2 separate regions of the Zea mays genome follow, and region 1 is linked to region 2. A link is a contact called in public Hi-C data. All regions are on one chromosome and are shown on one strand. Each heading gives the region's core, a stretch centred on a gene start, on an enhancer-like site or on the middle of the called end of the contact. The rest is flanking DNA. Distances are from core to core; before and after follow the strand shown.

Evidence for each region. A called contact is a pair of places that touch in the nucleus more often than the background predicts.
Region 1: a contact with region 2 is called in a Hi-C map of leaf, with 7 times the contacts expected there. The contact joins the promoter of LOC100275600 here to the promoter of LOC103639318 in region 2. A contact is called at or near these places in 16 of 25 Hi-C or Micro-C datasets (bundle sheath, ear, endosperm and 5 more) and 1 of 3 datasets of contacts at active chromatin or transcription factors (leaf).

Annotation. Positions count from the first base shown.
Region 1 is chr9:146,466,544-146,471,184 of Zm-B73-REFERENCE-NAM-5.0, reverse strand. It overlaps LOC100275600, which reads left to right and starts at 2,440. Exons shown (of 3, transcript NM_001174439.1): 1 at 2,440-2,887; 2 at 3,016-3,402; 3 at 4,445-4,641. The coding sequence starts at 2,555.
Region 2 is chr9:146,328,771-146,333,382 of Zm-B73-REFERENCE-NAM-5.0, reverse strand. LOC103639318 (protein DA1-related 2) reads right to left here and starts at 1,696. Exons shown (of 12, transcript XM_008662081.4): 1 at 948-1,696. The coding sequence starts at 990.

The sequences.
Region 1 (4,641 bases), core at 1,191-3,690, 140 kb before region 2:
TTCCAAAAGAAAAAGGAGACGGAAGGAAGTCTAACGCTACATTCCGTCATTCGATCTGAATTCTCATCATCTGAATGACACAGACAGCTTCCCGCTAACATCTGTAGGGTACAAGGGTCCGCGCAGTAATTTGCTCACCGAGCATTCCAATGCAACCTAAACGATACATACTCACACTGTCACGTTGTGTACGTCTTCACACCGACTCGTCGACGACGACATGTCCAACGAACCTGTCCTCTTTCTGCGAGTTTGTCTCCGTCCCAGCCCACCCAGCCAGCCGTCTTTTGGTGGCTACCGATCGGGAAGCAGTGTGTGAAGCACAGGGTCCCCTGGCTTCGGACACAGCTCTTTGTAGCTGTGTTGTGTTGTCACAGGTACAGACAAATGCCCAGTCTCGCTGAGAAGAGAGAACTCTCCGCTTGTCTTGTTCTTTTTTTTCACGAGCTACGGAATCTTCGAAGCACACCTGTTTGTTTGACAGTGTTTCTGATTCACCCGATGGCTGATGGTTTAGGAATCAACGTGTGTTGGTGCCGTCGCTTTCTGCGCCAGTCGTCCTAGGAAACGTCATGCCGTACCCGTACTACAGGTCGATGCCGAAAACACGCCACGCCAGTGTGGATCCAGTCCAGACCGGCATTTCGGTCAGTAGTGGACTAGCGGTGCGGGAGAGGGAGAAAACAAAAATACAGGCCTCGCCGCTCGAAGGCAGATGAGACTTGAGAGCACCAAGAAATCGCCGTTTCCCCACCCCACGTTCCGTATGTCCTTCCTTTCCACCAGCACTGGTTTTCGCCGCAGATTGTGGAACTAAAGTAACAGGAACGTGAGCTTCCCTCGATCGTTCACGAAAATTCATCGTCGCCGTGTGGATCAGAGTCTGTCCGTGGCGAAAACGCGGCCAGCCATCTGACCATCTTCCCCCCACCTGAGCTCGCGCCGGCCGGCGCATATAGAGGCCTCGCTTTACAGCTCCAAAGTGCCGGGCACGCACCGTGTTTTCTGTGCCTGGATCGCGGGCAGCTAACGCAGGCAGCAACTGTCACCAAACCGGAATTCCTGCAGGCAGGTCGTCCCACATCTCCACGCCGACGTGACCACCGGAACCACCCACCACACCACTTGAGTCAGTGCCCTCGATCGATGAGTGAGGAATGTCGGTCTGATTGATCCCTGCTGGGTCTCGCATGCCCAGCCGGACACCTGTAGTCTGTGGAGCGCGCGCGGTCGAGGTCGATCTCAACAGTGATTAGGACAGAGTGGTTGTGGGCTTGTAGCCATGGCCGTTAAGCTAGCCGTCGCAGCAACAAGCAACCTAGGTGGCAGCCCGCAGACGATGACAGGATCAAACCCCCCACACCCCCCTACGACCGCGACGCGAATGAATACAGCAGCACGCACCTTGCGGGGCGATGCGGCCGACGCAAACGTACACCACCACCAGTCCACCACCATAGCAAGCAAGATCGGCGGCGGGCGGCCGCGCGCCGTTCGTTCTGACCTCGCCGATCGAGCTGTCCCCCGCCGGCGCCGCGCGAGGCAGGAAGGCCGCCCGGCCGGCTGGCGCAACCACCGGGGATTGAGCGCCGATCGTTACGGCACCTAACCTAACACGGCACCCGCCCCTAGCGATTCGGGTGCGCGAGGCAACGTCAACGGATCGAGTGTACTGCTGGTCGTCCCTCCGAATCTTTCGTACTCCGCAGTACCAGTTATGGAAAGGGACTCGGCCGTGGTGGCAGCGCGGGTTTGATCGAACTGGGATGGGACTATGGGAGTGAGTGATGAAGCAAAAAAAAAAAAAAACGGACGGAATTGGTGCCGTGCGTCTCGGCCTTTTCCTTCCGTTCTTGGCGAGTCTAGACTCTAGAGTTCAAACCGAGTACGTACACCGAGCACGGCATGCTCCAAAATCTCTGAGCTGATCTACCAGTAATCTAGGCAAGTCCGAATCCGAACTGCACCATCGCTATTGCGCTTAATTAGACCAAGCAAAGCATCCATGACATGTTTGTTTATATTCGAAAGAAGGCGTATTTGGTGTTTCGCCAACCATCATCCCACGATCGTGCTAGAGGGTCCACATAAGTAGACACCCATCCCATGCACGGAATATGTGGGAACAGACGACCACTAGCACCACTACACAAAGCCCGAAAGGGATATTGGGGTCGTCGCAAAAAAGGGCAACCCGTAGTCGTATGTGCACACAGCACACAAACGACAAGATCTCGAGCAAGATTATAGTAATTTTCTGAAATCTTTAACAAGGCATACCGCATACAGTACGTAGCAGTGTCCGTGCGGCTGTCGCGAAATAATGGCAGGCCCCACCTACCAGCTGCTCCCCCACGATTCATAAAAACAAAACCGGTGCAAGTCCACCGAGGCCCCAGGACAGGCACTGAGGTCTGAGGCACGCACATACATACCACGCGCGCTCCAGAGGACTTGTGCGCTCGTCAGGCCACAACCGCAGCGCGGCACAAGACCAACGGGGAAGAGGAAGGCAGTGAGCTGTTCCGCACCCGCCGCCCGCCCGTCTCATCTGATGAGGAAGGTCTGCCCGAACCTCGAGCGCGACGACGCGCTGGACACGGTGCTGGAGGTGCCCATCCCCGAGGAGATGTTCTCCGGCGGCGGCGGCGGCGGCGGCGGCTCCTGCGGGTTCAGGTTCGGCTGCACCAGCGTCAAGGCGTGGATGCGGTCGCACGCCGCTGACCGGTGCGGCGCGGGCGAGCCGTGCTCCATGAGCCGCGGGGAGCTGCAGCTCATGCTAGGCGTCATCGGCGCGCCGCTCGTCCCGCTGCCCGTCGCCGTCTGCTGCCGCGCCGAGCAGTCGCCCTGCTCCGTCCTCTGCGAGCAGCTCAAGACCGGTCCAATCGTACGTAGTATACGACTACGGTCCACGGCCGGCCGGCGTTCTGGTTGATGGTTGTTCTTGGTCGATGAGGGCGCTGAGCCGCTGACCCATCCGTCTGTGTCTGTCTATCTATCGCGCTGTGGTTCCAGGAGTCGTCGTCCGCCAAGTACATCGTGCAGCAGTACGTCGCGGCGTCGGGCGGGGAGCGGGCGCTGGACAGGGTCAAGAGCATGTACGCGATGGGCAAGGTGCGGATGACGGCCGCGGAGCAGCTCAACGGCAGCGACGCCGCCGGCGGCCACTGCGGAGGAGCCACCGGAAAGGGGAACCGCGGCGGGAGGAGGAAGGGCCGCGGCGGCGAGGTCGGCGGGTTCGTGCTGTGGCAGAAGAGGCCGGAGCTGTGGTGCCTAGAGCTCGTCGTGTCCGGCTGCAAGATCAGCGCCGGCAGCGACGGAAAGGTCGCGTGGCGCCAGACGCCGTGGCACCAGTCCCACGCTTCCCGCGGCCCCCCGCGCCCGCTCCGCCGCTCGCTCCAGGTGCGTAGCCGTAGCGTAGCGTACGCCCGTGGTTTCGTGTACGGTTTCCAGCTAGCTCCGCACTGTTTCACGCGGTGTGCTCTCGAGTGCCTTCCGTACGCACGCGGCCGTAGCCCGTAAGGCACGTAGCCACCTAGGACTTGTCGAATGTGTGGTCGCGTAGCATTTTGCTTGAAAACGTAGCACTTAACTCATTTCAAAGTTCAAACCCCCAGCGATAAAAAGCCTGTCCAACTCACAGTCAGAGAAGCCGATCTTAATCTGACGTACTGAGCAGAGCAGAGCAACCCCATTGCTAGAGTCTAGAGTTGCTGGACATGATGCCACAGCACGTAGCATGTACACACCCACGGTCCACCCGATTCCCAGTGACAGTGACAGGACAAATTCATCATCACGTAGGCAATAGATACCTTTGTCAGGGCATGTCGATCTCCGCTGCATATACTGTCGGCAGGACAGTGCAGATAGATCGAACGCGGAACGCCCACGCGGACTAGAGACATCATGAGGCCTTTTCAGCACTCGCCGATCGCCGAAATCATGTCACCGACGCCGGAGCTGCGATCCGCAGCCGAGGTCCAGGCCAGTGTCGGGGGGGATAAGGCCGACCAAGTGGTACACAGACTCATCATCATTGGCCGTGGCCCGTGGCAACATTCTGTCGCCTCCCTCCCGGGAGGGGTCTGTACTCTGTAATTAGCGGAACAGCAGCGGCGCGGAGGATGCACACGCGTAGGCGCTTAGCGCGGGGCAGCGTGATTAATAGATCGGACTCGGCCGGCCGGCCGGCCCTGGTCCTTTAGCACTCCAACGTGCGGCCATGTGCGCGGACGCGGCCGGACACAACACGTGAGAGTGAGACCCTTCGCGCACCACATCAATCGGTTGGTGGTGCCGGACAGCAGCAGGCGGTCTACCCGACTCTCCCCGCTAATCGCGCTGCACCAACCTGATGGTAGTAAACAGCAACGTACGGGCCCAGGGGACCGACACGGCACGCTGACCGATCGTTTACATGGTAGTATCTACTGACATGCAGGGCCTCGACCCGCAGCTGACGGCGAGCCTGTTCGCGGACTCGGTGTGCATCGGCGAGCGGAGCGTCGACGGCGAGGACTGCTTCGTGCTCAAGGTGGAGGCGGAGGCGTCCAGCCTGCGCGCGCGCAACAGCGGCAGCGTCGAGATCGTCCGGCACACGCTGTGGGGCTACTTCAGCCAGCGCACGGGCCTGCTGGT
Region 2 (4,612 bases), core at 447-2,946:
CTACTGCACTCCCTACAGTCAACAATCCATACAGCATGCAGCCGTGCTTGTACATCATCAAGAAAGAATCAGAAAAAATAGTTTTTTGTTTCCTTTCTTTCTGTTACAAGATGAGGGAGCATGACTGAATGTATCAAACGCTAAAATTAGAAGGGCCCGATAGATAGATATATGTGTACCTGCACTGGACAAGATCAGCAAGCACATGGATACAACACCGTAAGAGATTGCTTGGGTTAGCATGGCAACGCTGTGCTAATCGAAAGTGCTGGCTGCTTCCTTCTATATTCTACTCCAGTTGACAGGGCACGCGGTCAGGGTCAGTGAAGCTATCTTGTCAGAGCTCAGCTAATCCTGGATTATTATAAGAGTCAGTTTCAGTCCACTTTTGACTTCCCTCTGAATAACATCGATGTATGCATGACAGTAATAACTGTTAGAAATGCTCATCAGGTGTGATCCGACAAAGAGCTAAGGTTGATCCGTCAGATCAGAACCCTCCTTTCTACGACGAACGAGACCGCACGGCAATAGATGGATGTGTTTGACTTGCTGCGTCATCGATCTAGCGGCGACAAACCCAAGAGAGAACTTTCAGGAAAAGGGGCGAGGTGTATCGGGAGTCTAGTGGATAGCAGCCACCAACAAGATTGTTTAGTCAGTGATTGGATGTCGACACACTGATCAAGCCGTTTAAAATCAATTTATGTCATGAAGTACTCAGTTCAGAAGAAAGAACTGAACGCAATCAATCACCCACGCAAGCATGTTTCCTTGACATGGCAGCCTTTTTAGAAACCGAGAAAGACAGATGAAAGGCCACCATCTTGCCTTTTCCCTAACCAGGACACCCGTTTATTAGCGTTTAAAGTCAGCAGAGATTACTACTCGGCAGGAAACACGTACGAACATGCGTAGATTAGGAAAGAGAAGGCAGAGATGATTACCGTGGTTGTTGCACCGACCACAAGTCCGCGAGGAGTACGCCATTTATGCAGCTGGCGCCAACACAGCATATATATAGACGCAGCGCCCACGTAGAGGGAGAGCACCGAACAAACTGAACCAGAAAAGAACGGAAGCAAGAGCTTGGCGAGACCGATCGACGACGGCGATCGCGATGTCTACGTACGACGAGCTGAGCAGGAGGGTGGTCAGGAGGAGGAGGAGGAGGAGGAGGAGGAGAAGAAGAAGAAGCAAGATCTGCACGATGGACGGAGGAGGAGATGGAATGGAGAGGACGGGGTTCTTAGAGAATAAAGCGGCGTGGTGCGATGCGAAGGCGCTGGCCGCGACAGAAAGAAAAGAATTGAAGGTGAAGCGAGCCCAAGGGCGGGCGGGCGGGCGGGCGGCACGGCATCACGTTCTCGTCTCCCTCCTCCTCCCAGTCAGTCATCCCTGCTACGCGCAAAAGCAACGATGAGCCCGGCCATCTTTCGTTATAGCAAAACAAAAACAAATCCCCCTCGCCGTTGCCAGTTGATGGAGAAGAATATGGTTTGGAAAGGAAGGGAAGGTAGAGGGGGGGGCGCAGAGATTCCTTGTGTCAACGGGAATGTATGCTCGCTCGCATTAGCTCTCCCCGCTTTTCTGATCGGGTTTTTTTTATGCCCTGCGGCGGGAAACGGGAATATGTATTTGCGGACGGACAAGTATCCGCTTGCGACGATTTATTAGTAAGTAATACGGGGATTGAAATGCCCGTGCAGAGTGCAGACAGGGGGGCATTTGCTATTTTGTCACTCTGCCTTTCGAACTATCTCCTTGCTCCTGTTGCTGCCGGTGCGCTCCGTTTGGGTGGTGGTGATGCTGCTGCAATGCGGCATTTGAGCTGTGGCGAGGGAGCCGCGGTGGCTGCTGGAACTGAGCACTGGACACTGGTGAGGGGTCCGTCGTGTCTTGGGGGTGGACCAGTTGAAGGTGGCCAAGCGTTGCCTGTGGGCGACGGCGTGGATAGTGTTGCTAGCCTGTTTGGTTTGGTCCCCTGTAAACACTGTTCAGGCTCCCTAGATTAGCGTTTTGGTTGTCTGCATGTTGATCTGGCTATACCTATACTCTGGCCTGGTTGCCTGGCTCCCTAACGAGAATAAAATTCGTTTAGCCAGAGACAGGATCGCGAGATGCAGGGCCGTTTGATTGGCTGGCTAACACCCTAGTCAAGCTCAAATAATGCAACAGAAGAATTTGTTTGGTTTACCTGTTTTCACGAGTTGCTAGGCTCAAGTAGTGCAAAAAAATAGCTAAGGGTATGTTTGATACTTTTGGTAAACATTTTACTGGCTAATTTTAGCACCTTAACCTCTAAAGTGGTCGGCTAACAAATTGGCTAGCTGGAGGGCTGGCAAACTGTTTTGCCATTAGCCATTTGACCTTGCTAATATGGGCTACAGTGCTAATAGACCGTATACAGAGAAAAAGACATCTATTAGCCAGGTCTCTAAATATACTTTGACTAGTTTTTGCCGGCTAATTATTATCCACTCGCAAACAATAAGCCAGGAGGATCAAACAGGACCTAAGAATGTCTTCAATCGCTCCTCTATCACTAAACCATCATCCTCAAGGGGTGAGGTCGCTAGTTCGATTCCCATCGGCCATGTAACTGTAACACCCGGGCTTTAAGGGACAAAGCCGGGTGCATCTCATACATGCGGCAAATAAGATAACACATATAATAACAGAGTGTATAGAAATAAATGTCACAATAATCAGAGTACTTATTACATAGCGGAAGACTTACAAAAATAAAAAATAAATATAACAGGATCTAAAATCCATCCTTAGCGCCAGAAAATCAACTAGGAGACGCCACCTAGATCGAATCGAACTCCTCGTTGCGTGGCTCCACTTGAACCACCTGTACTTCTCCTGTGGGGGGGTGTGAGACAGCAAGGGTGAGCTCACACATGTTCATCGCTCAACAAGTTATGAGGAATAATATGGCATGAACTCACCAAAGGTGGGAGTTCATGTGATGTGTAAGGTTATAATAGGGGTTAAAGCAGAGCATTGCTTTTAATAAGTTGGTCAAATTTTATTAGCAGTTACTAAATGTAAGTAAATACCAAACCATAATAAATAATAATAGAACAAAATTAATAATAAACCCATGCAAATGCAAATGGCAAATTGAGTTTAGGTTCTATAATTTAATCACGCGAGAGTCCTGAGCTGCTCATGACCGTGAGATTGGCTAGTATAGCAGTTTTACACTCTGCAGAGGTTGTACCCTGTACCCACAAGTCGTGTATCCCATGTCGCTAGGGTTTGCAGGGCCCTTAGACACTACCGAGGTGAATGGCTAGGGATCCACTACGAGGCTTTTACAAAGTTCCACTAGCTTCCGAAAACCCGCTACAGTTATGGGAAGAGCACTTGCAAGAATCCCTCGTCTGAGCGCCATCGCAGCAAAATCAATCCGAGAACCTCCTTGCATGCAACTCCCCTACTGTCCTTACCCCTTTCGGGTAAGGTAGTCTTCCACTAGCTTTTCTAGTTAGTTAGCCAAGGGCGTCCCATTAAACCCTTGTGGTGGCACGTGTTTCTCAAGTTAAGATCCATGTTCTAATTAACATTAATGATCTTGACATGAACATAAATAGAATAACAAAATAATTGGAACATGGATATAATGAAATATTATTCCAAAACCGTATAAAGCAATAGCAAAACTACCCAAGTGATTCAGGGATAACAAGGTAAAATGGATAAACATACTAGGGTGACCTATTGGGTCCCATAAAAATTAAACCTATGCATTGAATAATGATAATAAAGAATATTATTGGGTAAACAAAAGTGATCAAGGGCACAAATTGCCTGGCACTTGAGATTCCAGGTACCACTTGCTCTTCAAGTGACTCGTAACCTCGCTATTAGTCGTAGCAATACAAACAAACATGGTATAGACAAAATTAACATCACACCAAACATAAGTAGAAACTGAATAATAATAATCTATGCGAAGCTACGAAATCGTGGGATCGAGATCTAATAAGATCGGAGTTACAATTAAGGAGTTATGATTTTATAAAAGATCTGTGTGATTAAAATATTAGACTATATTATGAATTGGTTAGGATACCCTATATGAGAGAATTAATTATCTCAACTTTAATCTAAGTTATAAATTGACCATAGATCTTATTCTAGTAGGTTATAATGATAAGCAAATTAACAAGTCTAACCGACATAAATTAAACAAAGATCTAATTAGAAAAGAATGAGGCATGGTATAATAAATATTGTTATTGTGTAGTAGATATTTATACGAAGGTAACGCAACTGGAACGAGTCAAATCAGATTTAAAATAGAGAAATTATGAATTTCCGAAGTTATTAGGTACTTAGAATAGATTAATTCAAATGAACAATTTTAATTCAAGTTTCATGGCTAAACAGTGTTACTGGTTGATAGATAATATTAAAACAAAATTAATGTCTCTGGAATGAATCAATTTAGAGCTATAATGAATTTAATATGATTTATCCAAGTTTATGGAATTATTTTTATATTAAAACCAATTTATATAATCATTTCCCTGTTTTCTCTATTTTCCTGGTTTGCGCGTCAATTACTAAAAAGATCAGGGGCTACCTCAGAAGATTACCC